Regions from separate parts of the Xenopus laevis genome. Here region 1 is linked to region 2. A link is a contact called in public Hi-C data. All regions are on one chromosome and are shown on one strand. Each heading gives the region's core, a stretch centred on a gene start, on an enhancer-like site or on the middle of the called end of the contact. The rest is flanking DNA. Distances are from core to core; before and after follow the strand shown.

The links. A called contact is a pair of places that touch in the nucleus more often than the background predicts.
Region 1: a Hi-C map of the XL177 cell line shows a contact between it and region 2, with 3 times the contacts expected there. The contact joins the enhancer-like site here to the promoter of prkrip1.L in region 2. A contact is called at or near these places in 2 of 4 Hi-C or Micro-C datasets (the XL177 cell line and the XTC cell line).

What each region holds. Positions count from the first base shown.
Region 1 is chr2L:48,220,282-48,225,119 of Xenopus_laevis_v10.1, forward strand. nlk.L (nemo-like kinase L homeolog) reads left to right here. Exons shown (of 11, transcript NM_001091101.2): 8 at 1,854-1,940; 9 at 2,910-3,108. Among protein-coding and RNA genes, the nearest start is that of tnfaip1.L, 20 kb to the right of the region's middle. Within about 2 kb of position 1,825, at least 2 of the 7 cell types and tissues checked have an H3K27ac peak or open chromatin away from gene starts, as enhancers often do.
Region 2 is chr2L:48,040,428-48,045,082 of Xenopus_laevis_v10.1, forward strand. prkrip1.L (PRKR interacting protein 1) L homeolog) reads right to left here and starts at 1,674. Exons shown (of 7, transcript NM_001092454.1): 1 at 1,625-1,674; 2 at 913-1,074. The coding sequence starts at 1,035.

The DNA of each region.
Region 1 (4,838 bases), core at 575-3,074, 180 kb after region 2:
TGCTGCTCTGTGAACAAAATGCATAGGGCTGTTCTTGTCTGTTTGGTTTAATTGATGCATTGCCTGCTGGCAGCCCTCTGTCTGGGGTTATGCATTGTCTGTGGCCTGGCTGTCTGGAGATGTTCTCCTGTATTGAGTTTTCAGTGAACCTTTATTGTGGCTCTTGGTGTTGCTATTGCTAAAATGATATGTTTTTCCCTTGGTGATGCCCTGCAGAGGTGTAGCCAATTTCTCCTAATGCCAAGTGCATGGTTGTGTGCACAGCACTTGTGCTTAACCTATATACGAGTTTTGTAATTAACATCTTATTAGACTCCAACATGCAGTGAGTTGTTAGCTAACCAGGACCTGTTGGTGCTGTATGAATACGTGTTGATAATCATGCTTAAAGGAACAGTTCTGTGTAAAAATAACTGTGTAAATAGATAGGCTGTACGAAATAAAAAATGTTTCTAATATAGTTAGTTAGCCAAAAATTTAATGGAGTGACTGGATGTGTAACACAATAGCCAGAACACTACTTCCTGCTTTGCAGCTCTCTTTGTTTCCAAAGGCAATAACCAATCACTGACTTGAGGGAGGGTCAATTGGGACAAAACTATTAGCTCAGATTCAAAAGCAATAGTTATAGCCCATGTCCCCCTCAAGTCACTTATTGGTTACTGCCTGGTAACCAATCAGTGGAAAGCAAGAGTGCTGAAAAGCAGGAAGTAGTGTTCTGGCTATTATGTTACGCAAGGAAACAAACGGTCGCACACCCTTGATCAAATTAGCTTGGTGCACAATATTAGAGGATCCGGCAACCTCACAATCGAGTAGGAAGAAAATATTGGCACACAAGGCATACAAGTTGCAGGGAGTACCCTGCTTGTTTTATTATGTGGAACGCAACGTTTCACGGGTAGCATGATACTTTGTAACCTTTTACAAATGTTGCCAATTGCCTTATCCTAATTTTGGTTTTATCTTTTGTTACTTTATTTAAATATACAAGTGGTGTTTCCTTTTTAGGCCACTGTTAATATTGGACTTTTTCTTTTGCACTTACGGATTTTCTCAAGCACCTATGGACTTATTTTTTGATGCTTCCAATTATGGACTATAGTGTGCAATATACACCTTGGACACCTAATATGGGGGATTTAATACTAATTATCATGTAATTATTTATACATTTTTGCTATTTTATAACATTGTATATGCTAATTCATTAATTGACCACCCTATTTGTATTTCCTGCACTACGGTTCCCACATGCTTGTCAAAGGGGCGTGTCCCAGAAATGTTACATTCCGCACAATAAATCAAGCAGGGTACTCCCTGCAACTTGTATGCCTTGTGTGCCGATATCTTCATCCTACTCTGGCTATTATGTTACACATCCAGTCACTCCATTTTTAATACATTACATTTTTGGCTAACTAACTATATTGAAAACATTTTTTATTTTGCACAGCCTATCTATTTACCCAGTTTTTATTTTTATACTAAACAATTCCTTTAAGAACTTATGCTACTCTTCTAGAAATGTACCTCTCTTGGCATCCCACTGGATTCAGTGTATACGTGTAAAGCAATGTTTGCTTATGTACATCTGCCGTTACTTAAACACATTACAGCGTATGCCGTAAACTGCTGATCCCCCCCGAGTACCAAAGGTTATTATGGTGATAACATAGACAGCGGGAGATGAGGAATGCTCATTGCAGTGGGACGTTGCTTCTCCCTTAATCAGAATGACAGGAGTGCTGTGCTTGCTGACTACAGGAATAGCCAGAGCAGTTACACAGAGCAGCCCTTTTATCTGTGCCACAGCAGGCTTTATTCTTCATTATTTCTTTTTGTCCTTTCAGCCATCTCTTCCTGTCCTCTACACACTGTCCAGCCAGGCAACTCATGAAGCTGTCCATCTGCTCTGCAGGATGCTGGTCTTTGATCCAGTAAGTAGGACTTGCCCATTCCCAGGGTTATTTCTTCCTCTACTAACATTTGCCTTTATAGTGATCCTCTAACAGAAATATGTTGGCACCTTATTCAGTGCCAGAAGCTTGCTGGACCCTGTAGCACTTACAGTTCATTCTGGGCCACCTAACCAATCCATAGAACCCTGCTGATTTAGCAGAGGCGTGAGGCACAGATCATTTTGTGCATTGTACATTGAATGCCATTTGTTCCCTCAAGCATAAAACCTGATGTTCTGTGTTTACTCACGCCTGAAGCAAAGCACGAGAGCCCTGTTGGTACACTGGGTTCTGTGCATAAGCATGACTATGCCAAAACAGAATAAAGTTCAATAAATAACAGCACAAAGCTTGTCCTTACTCTGTTACCCACTCAGATTAAAGGTCACCTACAGGATTTCTGTCCTTGTTTTATTTGGTTTTATTTGCAAACTGGTAATAGTGCTACAAAACTAACTGCTCATGAACAGTTCTTATGCTTCTAATGCTTATACAACATCTTCAAAACCAAGCATCAACAATTAAAGTATGAGTGTCCCATCAATATATGAACATAAACTTCAAATGCTGCTGCATAAGCATTTAATGGTAATAATTAAATGACATAGATCGTTAGAAGTCCAACGCCGCAGACTATATCGTCTAAATGGCTGTCGAATGTATTTATAATGTTATTTGTCATCATGCTAAAGTCTTTATCGCCCTCTAGTGACCATTTTACTTACTAAGCAGTAATTTAATATTTATTATGTGAGTGTAGATAGTGTGCATCCTCCATGTTCTCCAGAAGTCAATGTAACCCTATCCCTAGAATGCGAAAGCATTTTGGAGCATTTTCATGCTTGAAAAAGTTCAATGTCAAAAATGATAAATACTCCAGAACTGAATCCATATAAACTTTTCTGCTTTGGATTATAAACTAACATTTCGTCTTTGTTTTTTTTTCAGTCCAAACGGATATCGGCTAAAGATGCCTTGGCTCACCCGTACCTGGATGAAGGCCGCTTGCGATATCACACTTGCATGTGCAAATGTTGTTTTTCAACTTCTTCCGGGAGGGTCTACACCAGTGATTTTGAGCCGATCACAAATCCAAAATTTGATGACACTTTTGAAAAGAACCTCAGTTCTGTTCGGCAGGTGAAAGGCAAGTACTGAGTCGTAGAATAACCTTAGGCGTTCATCTTATTGTGGTGTGACAAAAGGGAAATGAGTATACACCTCAACTACTGCCAGTAAATGATTTTCACACTGTTTATCAGTTAAACATTTTACTCCTCTACAATCAATTCAAGAAATATAATCCCACATTTTATGGTGGCTGTAGTACAGCCAAAAGCAACAGCTATTGCATTGGAGTTAACTATCCATTTAAAACATCTCAAGGCAAATGTGAAGCATTAGAAATAAATTACTCTTATGTGAGCTGTCCAAGCAGGAATGGAATGCTCAGATTAAATGGGCAATATACAAAGTAAATAGGATATACAAAGTCATAGTATATATGACACTGATGCTGGCTGCACAGTTGCACTGGCCCATCATGGGACCAGAAACTCCCAATGGACCCAGTAAAGCTTCATGCAACTAGTTTCATGCCTATCTCATAGCTGTTACCTACTTTTGCATGAGGACTAGTAATAACAATGGATCGAAGGATAGACAGAAAAGTGGAAAATAAATAATTTGGAGTGTGGGTCTATGAGCTAAAGTTTTCAGGTGGGACCCTGGCACCCCAGACTGACACTGTCTGAGTTAATTGTTTTATAATGCTTATAAAATGACTGGTAATAACTTAAAGGGGTTGTTCACCTTTAAATTAACTTTTAGTATGATGCAGAGAGTGATATTCTGAGACAATTTGCAATTGGTTTGTATTTTTTATTATTTCGTTTTTGAGTTGTTTATTCAACAGCTCTCCTGTTTGGATTGTCTTCAGTCTGGTTGCTAGGGCCCAAATTACCCTAGCAACAGACTGCAATATGAATAGGAGAGGGCCTGAATAGAAAGATAAGTAATAAAAAGTAGCACTAAAAATAAATTTGTAGCCTTACAGAGCATTTGTTTTTTAAATGGGATCAGCGACGAAGAAGAAGGCAAATTAAAAATTATGAAGAAAACATGAAGGCCATTTGAAAAGTTGCCTAGAATTAGCCATTCTGTAACATACTAAAAGTTAACGTAAAGGTGAACCACCCCTTTAAAATAATGATTTAATAGAAAGTATGGGCTGCAGTTGACTCAGGAGAAACAGAGAGTTGGGGGTTAGCATACTGTAGTGAACCATGTTAGCGGCAAGAAGAGGTGTAAAATTGCTGGAATTGCTGTTAATGCTAAACTATACAGTAATACAGCTTCATCCATATAGTGACTGTATATTCATATACAATAGAACCCCCCAATTTTCCGTTTTTTAGGGGACCAGGAAAAAAGGTGTAAAATCAGGGAACTGTATTATGCATAATATATAGGTGGGATCACAAAATAACAATGTAAAAAGAGGGCAAACTTAAAATCAGGGGATGTAAAATTGAGGTTTCACTGTATTAGATGGTTAGATGCTGGTGCCATTCTACTTTCTAGACATGCTATTTTTTCATGAGTGCCTATGGACATATGAGGGTGCACCTAACTACTGTCTGATTTACTGTGAGAGTTTCTTTACTATAATGTGTTTGTATTGGGCACATGGGGCATTTGGTCTGCTGCTGCCATACTGCAGAAAACAGTAATATACAAAACACTTTTTTTCGTGTCACGACTCCTGATAAAATGTATAAAAGTGCCATAATGCCTCATGTGAAATATTTGTTACTGTCTTTGCCTTTGTACCTATAATCTACTTTTCTCTACCCCCCCCCCCATTCTTTTTCCTCT
Region 2 (4,655 bases), core at 424-2,923:
GGATGACATAATAATAATTGTGTTTTACTTTTTCACAACAAATATTTAGTGACTTTACTTGAACATTCCAGTGTTAGTCATATATATCAGCACGTGGTGCATACCATTCTAAAGCCACACTATAAAAAACATCTATCCAAAGGAGGCTTTTGGGACATGCGGGGAATTATAGTTCAGCACAAGATGGGGGCGGGGCAGCGACATACAAGTTATTTGCATCTGCAATCATTCTGAAAAATACAGCAAATGCTTTGTTGGCAAGAGGGACGTAAGGATTGAGGATTGAAAAATAAAAAACACTTGTAAAGGCAACGTACTTTAAGAGTATAGCCCATTAGATGTTGCTTTTGGTGGTTTGCGGGTGTTTAGAATTGTAGTTCAACAAAAGCTAGAGTGCCACAGGCTGAAGGTCCCTGGACTCAAATGCATATGGCATTCAAAATATGTACCATTTAAATTCAAAGTTGAAAACAGTCTGCAAAACCTACTAGGGATGCACAGAATCCAGGATTCGATTTGGGATTCGGCCTTTTTCAGCCGGATTCGGATTCAGCCAAATCGAATCGTAATTGGCATATGCAAATTAGGGCGGGAGGGAAATCGTGTGTCTTTTTGTCACAAAACAAGTAAGTAAAAAATGTTTTCCCAGTCCCATCCCTATTATCCCTATATATTAGGGTTCGGATTCTGTTCGGTATTCGGCTGAATCTTTCACAAAGGATTCGGTGGTTCGGCCTAATCCAAAATAGTGGATTCTGTGCATCCCTAAAATTTACCAAACTTTGGTAATCCAATCGTTGCATAAGTACAACTGACAGTAGCAGAAGGTGCTGGCAGCTGTAGTTTTGAAACAGATGAAGTGCCAAAACTTGCCATTCACATAATCCCCCCCCCCAATCAGTCACATCTTACAGGGTTCCTCATCAACCTCTCCAGTTTCAGCCTTTGCTCATCAGTTGCATTTTTTGGGATGACGAGCGGCTGAGGTTCTTTCTTTTGCCGGGCTGGCTTTGCTGTCCCAGTCTCTTTTGCCATGTTTACTCCTTGTTCAGGGATCCACGAAATATCCCAAATCTAAGAAGAAAGGGAAAATAGTTGATGTGATTCTAACTTTGCAATGAGCACCAATGTTTACCTTTTAATATCATGCCACAGGCACAAGTCTGCATGACTAAGATGAGAAGAAAGCTTCATAGATACTAGTTCTCCCAGCAAGATGCAGAATAAGCAGGAGTCCAATTAAACCAGCGTTTCTTAACCCGGGCACAGTCCTGCATCATCTGGAAGCCAATGTAAACATACTGTGTGGCAAACCCACAAATGAGGGGACCACTGGGAAGACTTGAATCTTGCAGAGACATGATAAAGGGAGAGCTGCAAGACTGGAAGTGTAGTCCTCCAGGAAGGTAAGGGAGAGAGGAATATACATTCTGCAGTGGGGACCATACAAGCCACTAGATACTACAAGAACTAGATTTGTCTTGCAGGTATGAGATATTACAGGAGGATTATAGTGTGGGCAGAGAAGCTGAAGTGTAGTGCCTCTGAATACAGCATGAAGGACAGTACAAACCAGCCCCGAGCTGTCTGGCTAACAAGCACTCACTCATTCACACTCCCTCACCTTCTCTCGTTGACTTATGATGTTTGTTTTCTCTCTGCACCACACGCTGCACACGGAAATGCCGCCGCACAGGAAGTGTTGGTGGGAGGGAGGAAGGCTACAGCGATTGGCTGAATTGCCAAAGAGGCAGGTCCGAGAACTCAAGAGTTAGGGATTGTGGAGAAATACACGGACAAACACAGACGCACGCAGATCACAAGGGGCTAAATTTGGTGGATAACGCTTTAATCCGATATGAGACAGACTGCGCATGTGCAGCGACTAGAGTTTTCGCTCAGGATTGCAATGGATCTGACACTGACATGCATATATAAGCTTAGTGTGTAGCTCTCCAGCTCTCCCCCGCCAATTACAGCACTGGTGCCCCCATGACTGCCCAGTAACACACCTACTTAACCCCACCACTTACAGCACAGCAGCCCCCAGTCACAGTAAAGTAACAGACGTAACCCTAAGTAGTAGTACAGTGAACACCCCCCAATCAGTGACAGTCACATCAGCTCCTCTCATCCCTCCCCCAGTATGTCACACACACACTCACAGTGCCTAGGTCACAGCCAAACACATTTGTTTGATCTGTATATCTGATTAAATGGATATATGAGACTCAAGCTCAGTGGCGTAACTAGACACGTGTGCCTCCCCTGCGAAATCACGCTCTTCCCCCATGCCAGCCAAAAAAGTTACCTCTGACCTGCCTCACACAATGTGACTTACTGCGGGCTCCAAGTAGGGTTGCCACCTTTTCCGGAAAAAAATACCAACCTTCTAATATTTCTTTTTTCCCTATTAATAACATTGGGATCATCCATCATTTTTACCGGCCAGGTGGCAACCCTATGCAGGCCCAAGGGGGTGCAGGCGCGGGTGCAATCAGGCCCAGATTTGTGGGCAGGCCACAAAGGATTAGGGCGGCATGGCACCTGCTGTCTGCATATTCACAGGGGACAGTGCGGGTGATTTTGACAGCTGTTTGAATCTCCCACCCTTTGCCAGGCCAAGTCGGCCAGGCACACTAGGTAACTAGGTAACCATGTCGCCTCCTCCTTATTCGTGAACACAAACAAGCAAGCCCCATAGGGGCGGGGGACACAAGGGTTCAAACTAGGGGAGGCGGCAGAAGAGGTACTGTGCCTGGCACCCCCTCCAGCTTTGTGCCCTAGGCACGTGCCTCCTATGTCTACCCCTAGTTCAGGCCCTGCTCCCACCCACCCAGTCTCCACTGAAAGCGATCTGGAAACGACAAGAAGAAACAGAGCCAGTTTCGTCAACATAAAGGGGGGTGATCTGCTTATATAACCTACGTAAGAACTTACTTTATTTAGCACACAGTCAGCATCTTCTATAGCCCTCTTAATAATCTGCTGTACCCGCTCAGGATCATCTTCATCTGCATGAAAACTCTGATGGGCATATGATCACATAATATTGATGTGGTTTTGCAAATAATATAGTTTGGCCTATCCTTCTAGCTTTTCCTGCCTTGGTGGCTTGGATTTTTGAAACAATGTAGCAGAAACCAACAGATTAACAGAACTGCCTTGGCTGGAGAAGAACGGACTGCTACCTTGTTTAAAAAATCAGAACCAGGAGCACAGAAAGGAAAAAAAGAATACTGCTTTCGACAGTTACAAACAGCTTTAAAACCACTGAGCATTTGAAAATATCATATACAGTCATATGAAAATGTTTGGGAACCCCTCTCAGCCTGCATAATTATTTACTAGACTTTCAACAAAAAAAGATAACAGTGGTATGTCTTTAATTTCCCATGAACATCTGAGTAGGAGCTTGAGACAGGTGTGTCCAATCATGAGATTTGGTGGAGGTTCCATCATGCTGTTTGGCTAGTTCAGGTACTGGGGTTCTTGTTAAAATTGAGGGTCTGATGAATTCTACCAAGCATCAACAAATTCTTCAGGATAATGTTCAAGCATCAGTCACAAAGTTGAAGTTATGCAGGGGTTGGATATTCCAACAAGACAATGACCCTCAACATAGGTATTTATGCAGAGGGAGATGTAAAATATTCTGGAATGGTCACATTGAACATCTATGGGATGATTTGAAGCAGGCTGTCCATGCTCAGCAGCCATAAATTTAACTGAACTGGAGAGATTTTATATGGACGAATGGTCAAAAATAACACCATCCAGAATCCAGACACTCATCAAAGGCTATAGGAGGTGTCTAGAGGCTGTTCCGTTTGCAAAAGGAGGCTCAAGTATTGATGTAATATCTCTGTTGAAAGCTCAGCCAACGATAAACAAAACTCCAAACAATTAAGAGGGGTTCCCAAACTTTTCCATATGACTGTATATTAGTAGCTTAACTAAATTTTCTTTCATTAGGAATAAAATGTTTGTGATTACATCCCTTGTAAACCATTCACAGCTGTTTGTAAAAAAAATTGGCCTGAATCATCATGTTATAAAGACATACAGCTAAGCAGATACAAATCCTTAAATGCGGAATGGTTAGCAGTTCATTGTACAGATTGTAATGAAATTATAGGCCGCACATACTGTATAAGCCCTGCTTACTGCCCTGCTTACTGGCCTGGTTACTGGTTCTACATTAGAAGTAGGGATGCACCAAATCAAGTATTCAGTTCGGAATTCTGCCTTTTTCAGCAGGATTCAGATTTGACCAAATCCAAGTGCCTGGCTGAATCCAAATCCAAAATATCACATGGCTTTTCATCACACAAACAAAAAAGTTTAGGGCTTAGGGACCCACTCACAATTTACAGTACACATAGAATAGAAATGTCACAGTATAAGGCTGATTTGTAATTATTAGAGCTAATTACTACATGGCAGCTCAGAAATTAGCATCAGAATTTAATCAGTCTTGTAGCATCAGTTTTTATTACAGACCAACCTCATTTTCTGTTTGATAATTTGAGAACACCCCTAAGCTTAGCTTCTCAACAGCTGCTCAGAGCCCACTGAGCATGTGAGTGTCGCAGACATTTTCCAAGTTGGTGACTCCCTGTGAAAAGTTTGAAATCCTGGGTCATTGCTGCTAT